3 separate regions of the Mus musculus genome follow, and regions 1 and 3 are each linked to region 2. Evidence: chromatin contacts called from public Hi-C and promoter capture Hi-C data. All regions are on one chromosome and are shown on one strand. The core of a region is the stretch at or near the end of the contact, and the rest is flanking DNA. Distances in the headings are between cores, read along the strand shown.

The links. Promoter capture Hi-C pulls out the DNA fragments that hold promoters and counts their contacts. Hi-C and Micro-C count contacts between places; a contact is called where the count stands out from the background.
Region 1: a contact with region 2 is called in a promoter capture Hi-C map of neural stem cells. The contact joins the promoter of Cftr here to the promoter of Wnt2 in region 2. A contact is called at or near these places in 1 of 39 promoter capture datasets (neural stem cells) and 1 of 9 other capture datasets (pancreatic islet).
Region 3: a contact with region 2 is called in a Hi-C map of cortical neurons, with 2.7 times the contacts expected there. The contact joins the enhancer-like site here to the promoter of Wnt2 in region 2. A contact is called at or near these places in 2 of 39 promoter capture datasets (both in the 3T3-L1 cell line) and 4 of 484 Hi-C or Micro-C datasets (cerebral cortex, cortical neurons and forebrain).

The regions. Positions count from the first base shown.
Region 1 is chr6:18,168,963-18,173,295 of GRCm38.p6, reverse strand. Cftr (cystic fibrosis transmembrane conductance regulator) reads right to left here and starts at 2,609. Exons shown (of 27, transcript NM_021050.2): 1 at 2,420-2,609. The coding sequence starts at 2,472. RefSeq lists silencers at 2,168-2,408, 2,958-3,328 and promoters at 2,458-2,691, 2,458-3,594.
Region 2 is chr6:18,028,098-18,032,569 of GRCm38.p6, reverse strand. It overlaps Wnt2 (wingless-type MMTV integration site family, member 2), which reads left to right and starts at 2,125. Exons shown (of 5, transcript NM_023653.5): 1 at 2,125-2,365; 2 at 4,420-4,472. The coding sequence starts at 2,283.
Region 3 is chr6:17,857,695-17,862,431 of GRCm38.p6, reverse strand. The region is part of intron 9 of St7 (suppression of tumorigenicity 7); the gene reads right to left. Among named protein-coding and RNA genes, the nearest start is that of Gm52894, 19 kb to the right of the region's middle. Within about 2 kb of position 2,716, at least 8 of the 459 cell types and tissues checked have an H3K27ac peak or open chromatin away from gene starts, as enhancers often do. A contact at or near this core is called in cortical neurons, where this site is marked.

The DNA of each region.
Region 1 (4,333 bases), core at 1,360-3,859, 140 kb before region 2:
TAATATGTCAATCATAAATTCTGTATAAATATATCACCACTTGTTTTGAAACAACTTATTTCATAAATGTTATCATTACACCTTCAAGTTAATGCATTTATTTTCCATGAAAGTAAAAAAAATTACTTGAAATTTTCATGGTAAAATTATCTTCTGTGTTAGACCAATTCCAATGTCTTTCCATTTTTTTACTTACTGAAAACTTAAAAAAATAAAAAGTACTTAAATTATTATTAAACTTGTTTTGGTTTCTCAGTAACATAATCTAAATAATTAAAATGTTAATTAATATAATCCAAAACCAAGACCATAATAGTAGACACATAGAAGTCAGCTTTTAGGAGTCTTTTATAACCCTAAGCTTGATGGGATAGGTTAAATTCTAAGGCACTGAAGGAGATCTGATGTAAGAGCATGGCTTTCATCTAAGTATCTAACAAGCCCATGCTACGTGAGGCTATCTATCCCCTATGCTAACTTCTCAAGCAAATGGCATAGATACAGGCTATAGTCACAAAAGTGCACCCAGCAGAAATAAACTCACTGTCCTTTACAGTGAGGATCCCAGCACTTCGAGGAATGTAAACATGTAAACAACAGTAAGGGCAGCTAACATGTCCTCAAAGCACAGCATATATTCCTCAACAGACTAACCCATTACATTATGTGTCACACTGACAGACTCCAAGTTGTAGCACTGAAGTCATGCAGAGACACCAAAGGGCTTGCCTACTAAGCAGTAGATCTGCAGCCTGAGTCCAGGCCATGGGAATCCAGGGCCCACTGCCCTGGTCACTAGGCGGCACTGCCTAGTCCAGTGGAGAAAAGGGTTTTACTCTTTGAAAATTAAAGTCCAGAAGGAAGTTTATAATCACTGACTAGTACTTAGCTAAATGTCAGTTCCTATAAATAGTAGGAACTAAACTCTTAAAAACACACCTATTCTTAAAGCAACTGATTATGAAATCATTTGGAGGGCAGAAATGAGTATGTTCTTAACAAATTTCACAGCCATTATAATACATTTCCTTTCCAAATCAGCCTAAGAACATTTGTAAAGCACACTACAATTTATTAGGTGGGTTATAAAAACGGGAAATTTTTGAAACACTTTGATAAGTGAAAAATTTTGAAGTTTCTTACTACTTAGTGGGAAAACCACACAAGAGATATTCATTCTCCTGAAAACTTGCCTTTACAGACACATTGACATTTAGGTTCCTCAATAGGCTTTCATAAAAGCCTCACATGTATGTCAAGTGACATTCTGATTTTGTAAGTAATAAGAAAATAGATCCAGACCGATAAGCTAGATTTATAGATGAAGTAACAAAAGGCACCACAAATATTCATTCTAAAGAAGAAAGCCCTTCCTTCTCTCCCAACCACCGGGGGGAGCTCTCCTGCAGAAGCACTTGTCTTTCCTCAGCCTTGAGCTCTAGACCGGCTGAAAAAGGAACATCAGGAAGACTAAGGCTGAGCCTTGCCCCCTACCCACAGCATAGGGCAGGTTGAGAACATATTCGACACTTATGATACTTCAGTGTGCTGACTCATTGGTGTGTGTGTGGGGGGGGGGGGGTGAGTCAGCTGAGGACCCATGAGCGCTGCTCTTTTCATTCATTCACACTACAGGATCAGAGCAGACGAAGCTCCACGGAGCACTTCAAATACAAAGCGCTTAATTCTTGCCTAGGTCTTCCAACTTAAATTCTAATTTAAAAATCCTATTAGATTGAGGGTTTGGTTTTTTGACAATGTAGGATAAGAGAACAATGTCCTAATTGTCAATTGAATATAGCTTCAGTGGCTAAAACTCTAGTTTCATATCCCCATGGTAACTCACTTTTTTAATGCATTGCTTATATTATTTCTTTTTAAAGTTAGATATTTTAACTGACTTGCTCATTTTTAAAAAGAATAATGTAACTGTGATGAGCATGTTAGACTTACTCAATATTACAACGGCAAAAAGTAAATACAATATAATTCCTGGACTTTTAAAAAAATTCAGTCAACAAATGTTTTCAGAGCACCTATTACACAGGCACTGCACTTGCGGTCAGCTTTTCTTGGAGAAAATAACAGACCAATCTTAGGAATGTTCTATTAAGTACACTTATGAAGTATAACTTTTTTCAGGAAATTAAAAAAATATATATCTATTGCTCCGTAGCATATTTGGCTGTTGCAAGTCTGATTCACAGTTGCAAGTATATTTTGTTCTCTATTCAATCAGCTTCATTTTATTGTACAAAAATGCTTATTTCCTTTAAAGCACTGAATGACAACACACCTTTTAAAACAAAACAAACACAACAAAAATCTCTTCCTGTTTTCCCAAAGTCTGCCCATATTCATTCCCTTCTCCTGCATAGGCACATGTGTCCGTGCAAAGATCCGCTGAGTACCCTCTCACCTGAAGAAGAGTTTGGAGATAAAGCTGGCTTTCTCCAAAGGCGACTTCTGCATGATGTCTCCGTGAGGCAATGAGGTCTGTGTTCGGCTAAATTCAGGTTGGACTCGACATCTGGATATCCAGGACCAGGTCAATGCTTTTGGCTCGTCCCTTTTACTCAGACCTGAGGTGATGTCATTTGCTTCCAATTCCCCCCACCCACTCGGGTCCCACACACCTCCCCTTCCTCAGCCTTCTTCCCCACGCCTCCGCCGCCCAGGTTAAAGCCAGCGCTGCCTAGCCCAGCCTCACAGTCGCTGCTCTCCACGCCCCGCGCCCGCGCCCGCCCCGCGCGCTCCTTGCGCTCCTTCCTCCAGCGCGCCCCGCGCCCGCCCGCCCGCCCGCCGGCGCCACCTTTTCCCTGGCCCTCGGCCTTAGCGCCCGCCCTCCAGATCCCCCCGCGTGCCTACCTTCAGGCAGCCACAGCAACACCGGCTCAGACTGCGGGCCCGACCCTGGGCCCGGGTAAACCGTGGCCAATCTGCGGGACTTAGAACCCTTTTTTCGTGGAAATAAAGACCACTCACTGATCTCCTTGGCTTCCTGGAACCTTTCTCTTCCTTCTCCCTTTCCCTCTCCCTCGTCCTCTCCCCCTTCCTCTTCTCCTCTTTCTCCTTTATCTCTTTCTCCCCCGTCTGTTCCTCTCTCTTTTCTTCCCATTCCTCCCCTGCCTTCATCTCTTTCCTCTTCATCTCTTCCTCTTCCTCCTCCACCTTCATCTCTTTCTCCTTCATTTCGCTCTCCTCTTTCCTCTCTTTCTTCCTCTTTTCTTCCCCTTCCTCTTTCCCTTTCACTCCTCTCTCCTCGTTTTTCTTCTCTTTCACTCCCTCTTTCTCCTGTCTCCTTAGCTCCTGGCTTAGTTACAGATAACTTTTCAAGATCCATTTTGAAAAGGAGATGAAAATGTGGCTCTTTTGTATCAAAGAACACTCAGGAAGCAGCAAGTTCCACAGTACTCTGAGGTGTCCACCTCAGTAAGCCCTTCAAGAGCTGGACAAGACCTAAGCTCTGTTGACTGAAGGCTCTAGAGTAGCCATAGTGGCACAAATACCTATGAGGTATATGTGTGTCATACACATATGTCACAATTCCCTGATATGTCATAATTACAGCAAAGGTCCTACCAAGGAAAGGGAAGCTACTACTTTCCCTTATGAGGTACATGTGTGTCGTACATATATGTCACAATGCCCTGCTGTGTCATAATTACAGCCAAAGTCCTCAAGGACAAAGAGAGCAAAGAGGGCCCTTTACCTCCGGGCCCTGCTCAGTGTGCAGTGTGGTATTTCATGTGTGTGTGCTAAAAAACAACAGGTGGACAGTCTAAACTAAATGACCCTCCTTTCCTTTCCCTAGTCTGCTAAGCAAAATATCTTGACTGAGACACTAAAAGGGCCTCTGAGTCACTGAAGCAAAAGTGTCCTAGTCACTCAAGCTCACAGAGAGAAAAACCTGAGTCTTTAGCTCCCTGGAGGCTTTGGAAGTTTCCCAAGCTGTGCACCTTCCTTCCAAGGTTTTTGGTGTGAGAAATGTGTGTCCAACACAAAACCCTGCTGGGTTGTAAAGAGTCAACACTTAAATATCTAAACCCTGTTTTGCCAAAGCAAGTTAAAATAGAGTTGAATTTTTTTTTTCTTTATTGAAAATTGAACGTTCTTTCTATCCCGGCAGTGGTGACGCACATTTTCAATCCCAGAACTCAACACTCAGGAGTCATAGGCAAGCAGATCTCTGAGTTCGAGGCCAGTCTGGTCTACAGAGCAAATTCCAGGACAACCATGGCAACACAAAGAAACTACGTCTTGAAAAACCAAAATCTGTCGCCATCTTGGTTCCGGGACTCAGCAGAACTTAGGAAATTAGTCTGAACAGGTT
Region 2 (4,472 bases), core at 876-3,375:
TCTTGAACTTTTTTAGCCTTTTGCCTTTGACCAAAACTGATCTGTACTCAGCAAGGCATGTGGCGCTTCCTCGTGAAGCTCTTTGGGGAGGATTTAATTGGCTCTAAGAATGGTCCATCCCTTTTCTAGGAGGCCTGTTTCAGGTTTAGGTCATTCCATTGGCCTCACCATCCACGGAAGGGCAGGTCTCCTGGCCATATAATTCCCTGGGCGGAGAGGAAGGGATCCTAAACTATGGTCACACTCTATGTGTTTCTAACAGCCCTTGAGCTGTGAGGACAGGACGTGCTGGAACGGGTGGGACTTGTGAGCTGGAGTTTCAAAGTTTTCATTGTCCACGGTTGAAGCCTGTAACCTGTCTACCTTCCCCTAAAATCGCATCTAGTGCCTGGTTTCAGTTACTGCTAGAAGTGAAACTTCAGGACTTCAACAAACTTAGAATGGCGGCAGCGGGTGAAGATAAATTTTAGCTCTTTCCTCTGCTTCCTTCGGGAAGAAGCTGGTGACCATAAATTGAGGTGCAGGAGGTAATGCTGTTGGGAGCGATCCCGGCCCTCCCCAGTCAGCGCGCGCTCCTTCTCAGAGCCTAGCTCACCCCCTCCCTCGCCCAGCGAAGACGAAGCAGAACTTCCCCTGGGTCGCAGCCCAGTGATATGGAGCAGCTCTGGCGCGGAGCCCTGCTCTTCCCGAGTCGTGGGTGGCGCGGTGCTTGTTTCCCTCTCCTCCCTTTCCGGACCCAAAAGGGGATGTATCTGGGTCAGCCTGGGAGGGGCCGGACCTGCCATGGACAGAGAGGGGGAAGGGGGTGGCGATGACAGCATCTTTCAGGTTTTTGGCATCTGTGGGCTGTGCCTCGTCCAGCCTCTCACCGCTTGCTTGCTCGGTGCTGGGCCATAGCTGACGTTCTGGCGAATCCTGGCCCAAGAGGTGGAAGATGCGGATGGGGTGGGGAGTACCGTTATCCTTCCTATCCGCGTGCCTGCTCGATATACAATGACCATACAACCCCTTCATACTCCCCATTCCCCCGGGCACGCTCCTGGGTAGTGGTGGTGGCGGTGGGGCCCCCGCCCCAGGAAAAGAGCAATGGAACAGTTCAAGGTCGCTGTAAGTTCCTGGTCTGTCCTTTCCGGTGATAAACCACAAGGCTTCAAGCCAGTTGCTGTTCAAGATGCTCCACCCTTGGGCCCAAGCCCCATCTCTACTCTGTAGGGACCCAGGTCCGAGGTCCCGCGTCACTGTATTTTCACTGTACTTCAGCCAGACGCACAGGTTGGACACCCTGCCTGGAGAGATGCAGTCCAAGCCAGGGAGCAGATAGATACCTGGCTGCCTAGGAGCCCCTCTGTCATCTATTGCACTCCCTCAACAGCATAAGGAGGAGCTGTGTGTGCGTAAAAGCCACATCTTCCCAAGGGCGCTTAGACTGAAACTGTTGCTTGAGATCTCCTGGGTCCCAGCCCCTCTCCCCTACTCCCTTCATGTATGGCACACAGGATCGGGGCCATAGGTCTTCATTTTCGGGGCCTAGGCTTTCCTTCTCAACCTGGTCAGACACTGGGTGGTCAGACATGGCAGGTCCCAATTCCCATGAGTATCTATCTCCCAGTGCTCAAAGCAATGAGTTGGAAATCATTTTTGTTTTCTTTTATCCTATGGGCAATTATCTCCTCACCCCTCCCATCCCTTACACACGATCTTGCTCGAACCTCAGTTTAGCAGAAACTCTTAGCCTTGACAAAGTGGAGCCTAGGTTCTGGTGGTGGCCCTAACATACTGTGTATCATTGGCTAGGAACTTCCCAAAAGGTGCTTTTGCCTCTATGTTGCTCCGGGCCACTCCGAGGTTTGTTCACCTCCTCTGCCCCTCCTCACCCGGAGATAGCTCTTGCCATCGTTTCTTCCACTCCTCAATAAAACCCAGTGCCCCCTACGCCCCCGCCCGGCGTAGGCGCCCCCTTCTTTAGCTGCGCCTGGAGGGGAACGGAAAGGACAGGGTGCGCGGGAGGCAAGCAGAGCTCGGGGCTGCCTGCGCTCGCAGTGCTTGGGGAATTGGCTGTGGGCGAGGCGGCCCCGGGCTGCCCTTTATCGCTCGCTGGGCTCGTCTTTTGAAACTTTATCAGTGAGTCTCACCACTAGCCGCAGACGCGAGCGGCGGGGGGGCGGGGGCGCAGAGGCGCCGGCAGCCGTGACGAGGCGCTCCCGGAGCTGAGCGCTTCTGCTCCGGGCACGCATGGCGCCCGCACACGGAGTCTGACCTGATGTAGACGCAAGGGGGTTAATATGAACGTCCCTCTCGGTGGAATCTGGCTCTGGCTCCCTCTGCTCTTGACCTGGCTCACCCCTGAGGTCAGCTCTTCATGGTGGTAAGTCCCCGCATATGGGCGCGGTGCTGATGGATTTTTGGAGATGGGAGTGGGGACCCTACTGGTCGTAGAGACCCTCCCTGGCTGATTCCCAGTCCCGGCAGTTGTGGATTCTGAAACAACCATGTCTTAGCACAGCATCCTAAGCTGAACCCCTTTGCTTTTCTCAAAAACCCATTTTAGCTTTGACAACTCCAAAACAATTCACATGCCCCACAAATGAGGGATTTAATGTTCGCTTGTTTGGAGCCAGCTGAGTGACAGCAAAAGCAGCCAATACCTTATTCCACTGAGAAATGTGCTAGCCTGAGCTGTAACTTCTAGCAGTGTGTGTGTGTGTGTGTGTGTGTGTGTGTGTGTGTGTGTGTGTGAATTCACCTTGAAAACTACAACTGCCTCCCCCCACACCCACGACTTCAAAAACTGCCTCAAGAGAGCTCAGTCCAGGCTGTTGGAGTTGTAGAACCTTAAGCCTGTGATTTTGTATTCTTTCCTGGCCTTCCGCATTCCTCGTGCTTCACCCTAGTGAAGCAGCCTCCAGGTAGAGACTATTGCCTAGATGCAAAACTACTGGGACTGAGGTGCCCATTATGCTACCCTGCTCAAAACTGTCTCCCTAAAGTGTAACTGCTGCTGTCTCAATAGGCGGATATGTGATTTACTATGCGTACACTCTGCCAATCTAGAAATCGCCTCCATCTCTCAACTTTCTGACCTGGAAAAGAGATGGAGTTCTGAGCTCTGAAACTTTCTTGTACATAAAGTTCCAGATCAGATATTAAAGTATTCTGATAACAATTCAGAAAGATTGGCCACACACACACACACACATACACACACGCTCGCGCGCGCGTGCTTTTGTGTTTGACAACGGTAAGGATCTTAACCAAATACAGTACAGGACAAAATCAATGGACTATTTAGATTCCAGAATGCCTGAGAGGAACAGGGAAGCACTGATGGTAAGAGGGGGTGGGGGGTCAGCTCCTTTCTAAGATCTTTGAACATGAAGGCCTTTAGGCTTCACCTTGCTGACACAGGATCAAAGACTGATTTATCAGACTGATCATTTTTTTCAATAAAATGATTATTTCTGTTTCCATGTGTGTATAAACATTATTTACCGCTGGGCATTTTGTCACACTGTCTCTCAGCTGTCACTTAAATATATTTTTTTGAGTCACAGCTGCAATGATTTTATGATTATATAAAATAATGGGAATGCAAAAAAAAGATATATTCCTTATTTGGCCACTTTCAAAAGATACCTATGGCAACTTGGGTTGTATAAAAGGTGCCTTTCTAAACCTCTCACCACGAATGGAGAACATCTGCCTAGAGATGATAATGTGATTTTTTTTGTTAAAGTTTCTTTTCAAAAAATACTTTATGGAGCTATAATGCTGATTTTTTTTCAAATATTTAGTGCTGGTGATAACAATAGAAAAGATATTTTCTCCCCAAAAGTTTCTATAAATGCCAAAAAAAAAAGAGCCAGAAAAGGAAACCATTTTGAGGATTTTTTTTTTAATATGGAAAAGATATTATGTTTGTAAGAAGACTGTAGCATTAGATCCCAGCAGGTGCTAAGAGGATACATGCTGGCAGGTTTTGAAGACATTTAGGATCAACAAATGGGAGTGAGGAACTTCTAAAGATCAGCTTCCCCCAAAGCCAAAGACAGACATATGGCAACGTCTTTGAAATTCTCTCTGTGTTCTCCCTAACACAGAGAGATGTGTTGCCCCACCCCCTTCAAGCCCCCATCTTCACAATGCTACTGCCTCTGCCTCCCTGTCCAAGGCTTCATTTGGTGGCCCCAGCTCTGGGAGATAATCATCCACTGTATTGGAGGGTAGCTTTGACCCCGTCATTGGCCGTGCTCCCCTTGCCTGTTTCTTCACTGAATGACAATCAAATAACCCCTGCCTTTTAATGTTACCAGGGAATAAGCAATTCATCCTCAAATAGTGCTGCAGGGCTAGTCTCCCAGGGAGCATCACGTCTGGCCTGTCTGTTAACATCAACTTTGCCTTCCTGTTGGTCTCTTCCAGGTACATGAGAGCTACAGGTGGCTCCTCCAGGGTGATGTGTGACAATGTGCCAG
Region 3 (4,737 bases), core at 1,467-3,966, 170 kb after region 2:
ACCCTTTATACTTCTTTTGCCTGAATAAGACAGTTCTTTTTCATAAGAATATTTGTTCATGTGTAATATATTTACAATTCTATTATGAAATGAATAAATCTTTAAAAAGTATCAGTTTTAATTTTTAAAAGTTGGTAAATATGAAAAATAAGCTTATACATATAAAATTTTGTGGTTTGAAATAATTTTAAAGGGACCCTGGGCCTATAGAGTTTTAGAGCTATTAACTTATAGTAACACCAATTTATAATTGAAAATTTGAATCATATTATATACAACTTTTCTTCACATAATGACATAGCTTTAAGATGATGATAAGGATGGAAATAAAAAATTCTTATTCATCATACTGTCCTCTGACAAATACTTTGGATCGATCTATTCATTGAATACTTTTACTCTGAGCATTTTTGATGTAAGCAGACTGCAGACTGTACTCTTTGGAGCGCTTACCAGATATGACCTCGAAAAAACACTTCCTAGAACACAGTGAACAGCACAAAATTGTTGGTCAGTAGTTAGATGGTACTTAAGACTCTGAGACTAAATGTTGTCACCCAGGATTGGCTAATTGGGAAGATGAAATCTTTTGATGTTAAGAACAGTGAGTGGAAGAATATCATGAGATAGACATAAAATACCTCTTCTACTCACATGTTGAAGGCCTAGCCACCAACACAACATTCGTTGGTGGGGGTTACTGGGGAAGTGAATGGATCATGAGGGCTTTGGTATAGTCAATGGATTCATACATGCATAATTCAATGTATAACTGAATGGATTATTGGGAAATGGTGGAAACTGTGGCAGTTAAGGCAGACTGGATCATTCACTGTATGCTTTTGAAGGCTCTATCTTAACCCTGGCCTTCACCCATCCTCCTCTTCTTCCTGACTGCCAAAACTTGGGTATATCCTTCTACCATAATGAATTGCCTTAAGCACGACCCAGAAACCATGCAGCCATGTGAATCTGAACTGACACCTTTAAAACTGTGAGTCAGCAAAAATTTTACTCTCTTTTCCTATCTCACGTATTTGTCGCTGTGACTAGACACTAACACAGAATGGTTTTCTAAAATTGAGGACATGTTTCCGAAGGCTATGACATCTGTGTCAACTGGGAGGACAGGAAACAAAAAGAAAAGTAATACTGTAGAAACAGTAAAATACAACAATTGAAGGAAATGGCTGAGACTTAAGGAAAACTACAGAGAGCAGGCCAAACACGTGGCATTTTAGAAGGGCTCCAGACTCTGGGAAAGACGACAAACACTGATCTGAAGGCAGCACAAGAAGCAAAGACGGCCACTACTCTTCACTGGTCTTTTACCTGGACATCAGCAAAAGGTCCAGCTTAGGTTATTCTTCCTACCCTTGATACCCCACAAAATTCCATCTGGGCAAAGCAGCCCTGCAGCCAAAGCTAGTAAAGTCTAGGGGTACTCTGGAGACCTGTGCCCAAAAAGAGTTCAGGCTACAAATGAAGCATACATAAAGTCTTTGCAGAAACAGATCTCCTTAGTTGCAGGAGCTCTAGTCTGGTACTCCTTAACGAGAAATGATTCTCCACTATTAATATCACCACTGCAACCTAGTGTATTTGGGAATGTCTGTAGACAACTGAAGACTGATGGGACATAGGTCGCTACAATACACAGGCCAGTCTGCCTCATCCTACAGGACAGCTTCTCATAACAGATGAATATATGACTCAGAATGTTCACAGAGCTGAGATCTGCAAAACCTGCTCTGAACAGATGATCACAGAAGCTTTTAGGTTCTGTTGGAGAGACAGACTAGTCCATCTTTATGGTTTATTCATATATATAACTTGAGAAGTATGACTAAGGAGTAAGAAGACATCTGCCTTGTGAATTCCATTTCAAATACATTCAAATAGGACCAAGGTAAGACAAATACATAGCTGTTACAAGGAGAAAGAAAAAGACAAAGCAGTGTTGCATACCAAACACCAATGATAAGAACCAAGACAATGGCTTTCCCTTGCATTTAAGACTGGAGAATGTGCAACTCCATTCATTCTGAATAGTCACCACATTGCAGCAAAGCTCCATGGCCAACATGGTCCCTTGGCTCTACCGACTTCCAAAACACGCCTTTTGCACTAAGGCGCTCCTATATGATTATTTGCAAAAGAGTTCTATGTAAACGGAGCTAATGCTCTAATAAAACAAAACGAAACAAACAAAACGAAACAAAACAAAAACCCTGAAACTGAAGTAGTTAACATGTTGTTCTAAGGATGGAGACGTTATTAATCTTGACAAGGGAGGGTCAAATGTACATTTACTTCATCAGTATTTCATGACAAAAATCCACTGTTTTATTTGAACAATTATATAATCTTGAGTCATGGAAACAAAAGGAATTCTCTTTAGCTACCTTCCCAGAAATCCTGTTGTTCTTTCAATGAGAGCACAGCAAGGTAACAGTTTGTGCTCCTTAAGGCTTCTCCAGAAAAACTTCTTTAAATGGTCCTGCTTCCAATGTAGATGGCAGTCTAACTCTGCCATTCCACTTTAAAATCTGCTCAAGGAAAATTTAAACTCATGCATATGGAGAATAGATAGTTATGTCTCATTGAATTAGTAGATCCTCCTGCCTTTATCAGAAGGCTTCCTGGAACCCAGTGTGCTATTCTCTCAGAGGAAATGTTCTGGAGAGACAGTTTATACACATGCTGTTAAAGCAGTTACCTCTTGAAGAAGTATGACTCACTCATCCAAGTGGAGTGAGGCAAGTCAGCCTGGGACAACCCTGTGCTACAGCCCAGCAGCGTTAACAAAAGGAGAGGCATCAACCTCTGTGTTCTGTATGGCATGCTAGGGCACTTATGAAGTTTCTGAAACATCACTTTCAATATTCCCCTTTAAAGCATATCTATCCCAAGACTGGCACTGCTCCTCATACGAATATGGTCAGAGATTCTATTGATGGATACTCCATAGCCTCTGAGGTGATGTGTATTGGTATTTTAAGAAATGAAAGATTGTTTTGATCTGTAATATAAAAGTCATACCTATGTATATGCAAATAAATATTCATATAATATGTAGATATATAGAGATATGTAAATAGAACCCAAAATAGATTATTTGATTGACTTATTCACTTGAGAAAACGAAATTGATTTGATGTAATGACGGATCAATTTCTCTAATCTATTTAGCAAACAGTGAAGGCATGAAATGTCATGCTCTACCTAGCAAATATGCATAGTTCTATGACAATTTCTAAAAATGAATGCTTAAGTTTTAATTTAAAAATAAAATTGGAATTATCTCAAGATGTCCTTCAAGACAACTGGCAAGAAAATCATCTGCATAACTTAAGTAATGGAAAATATGAAGAAACTATAAGCATGCAAATTGCATGCCAAGTGTGCTTGCCTTGTTTAATGAATCTCCTCACCAAGCAGAGGTTTCCTAATGGTGGGAAGCATTATTCCCTGCAAATGGAAGTTTAAGTGAGGAACCCACAGAAAAAATTGAGCTTCCTTGAGTCCAGGGCATGGCAAAGGCAGAGCCATGCCTCTTGACTGCTTGCTAGTGTCTCTCCCCCTGCATCCTAGACTTCCTCTCTAAACTTATATTTGGGCTTGATCAGTAAGTAGAATTGTAGATCGTAAGTAATATTGAGCCAAAAGACAACCATACTATATACATGGTGGATATATTGATTTTAAGCATAAGAAAATAAGCAGAAAAAGACCAAGGGAAACTATTGAATTAAAATAGCTAGAATTTGCTTTTGCTATGGAAATGACTAAGTACATTTTAAGATGTTCCTCTGTGTATTATACCTGCTCCAGGTTAATTAAGGGTAAGAATAAGAGATAAGCAGAAGGAAGGGGAGGAGGAGAAGGAAGAAGAGGAGGAGGAAGAAGAGGAGGAGGAGATGATGGCAGTGACAATAAGAACAAAGGTAAAGGATTAATATGACTGGATGATGTTAAGATGGAGAAAGAAACACTCTCTCACTCCATCCTTTGTTAAGGTCCCAGCTCTGTTCAGCCACAGAAACTGGTAGAGTTTCTTTGTTGTATAAGGTGATGAAACTTCTAGAAGCTGAAAAGTTTTAAGAACAATTTATGTCTCCTCAGAAACCTCCTTTTCTTAAAGTTAGCTCTTATGTGATATAATGAATATGTTTTAAATTTTCTCTTCAATTAAAAGAATTTCATCCTGGGTGAGCTCATATCGCTTTCTTTCTTTTTTTTTATTAGGTATTTTCCTCATTTACATTTCCAATGCTATCCCAAAAGTCCCCCATGCCCACCCCCCACTCCCCTACCCACCCACTCCCCCTTTTTGGCTCTGGCCTTCCTCTGTACTGGGGCATATAAAGTTTGCAAGTCCAATGGGCCTCTCTTTCCAGTGATGGCCAACTAGGCCATCTTTTGATACATATGCAGCTAGAGTCAAGAGCTCCAGGGTACTGGTTAGTTCAAAACGTTGTTCCACCCATAGGGTTGCAGATCCCTTCAGCTCCTTGGGTATTTTCTCTAGCTCCTCCATTGGGGGCCCTGTGATCCATCCAATAGCTGACTGTGAGCATTCACTTCTGTGTTTGCTAGGCCCCGGCATAGTCTCACTAGAGACAGCTATATCAGGGTCCCATCAGCAAAAGCTTGCTAGTGTATGCAATGGTGTCAGCATTTGGAGGCTGATTATGGGATGGATCCCTGGATATGGCAGTCTCTAGATGGTCCATC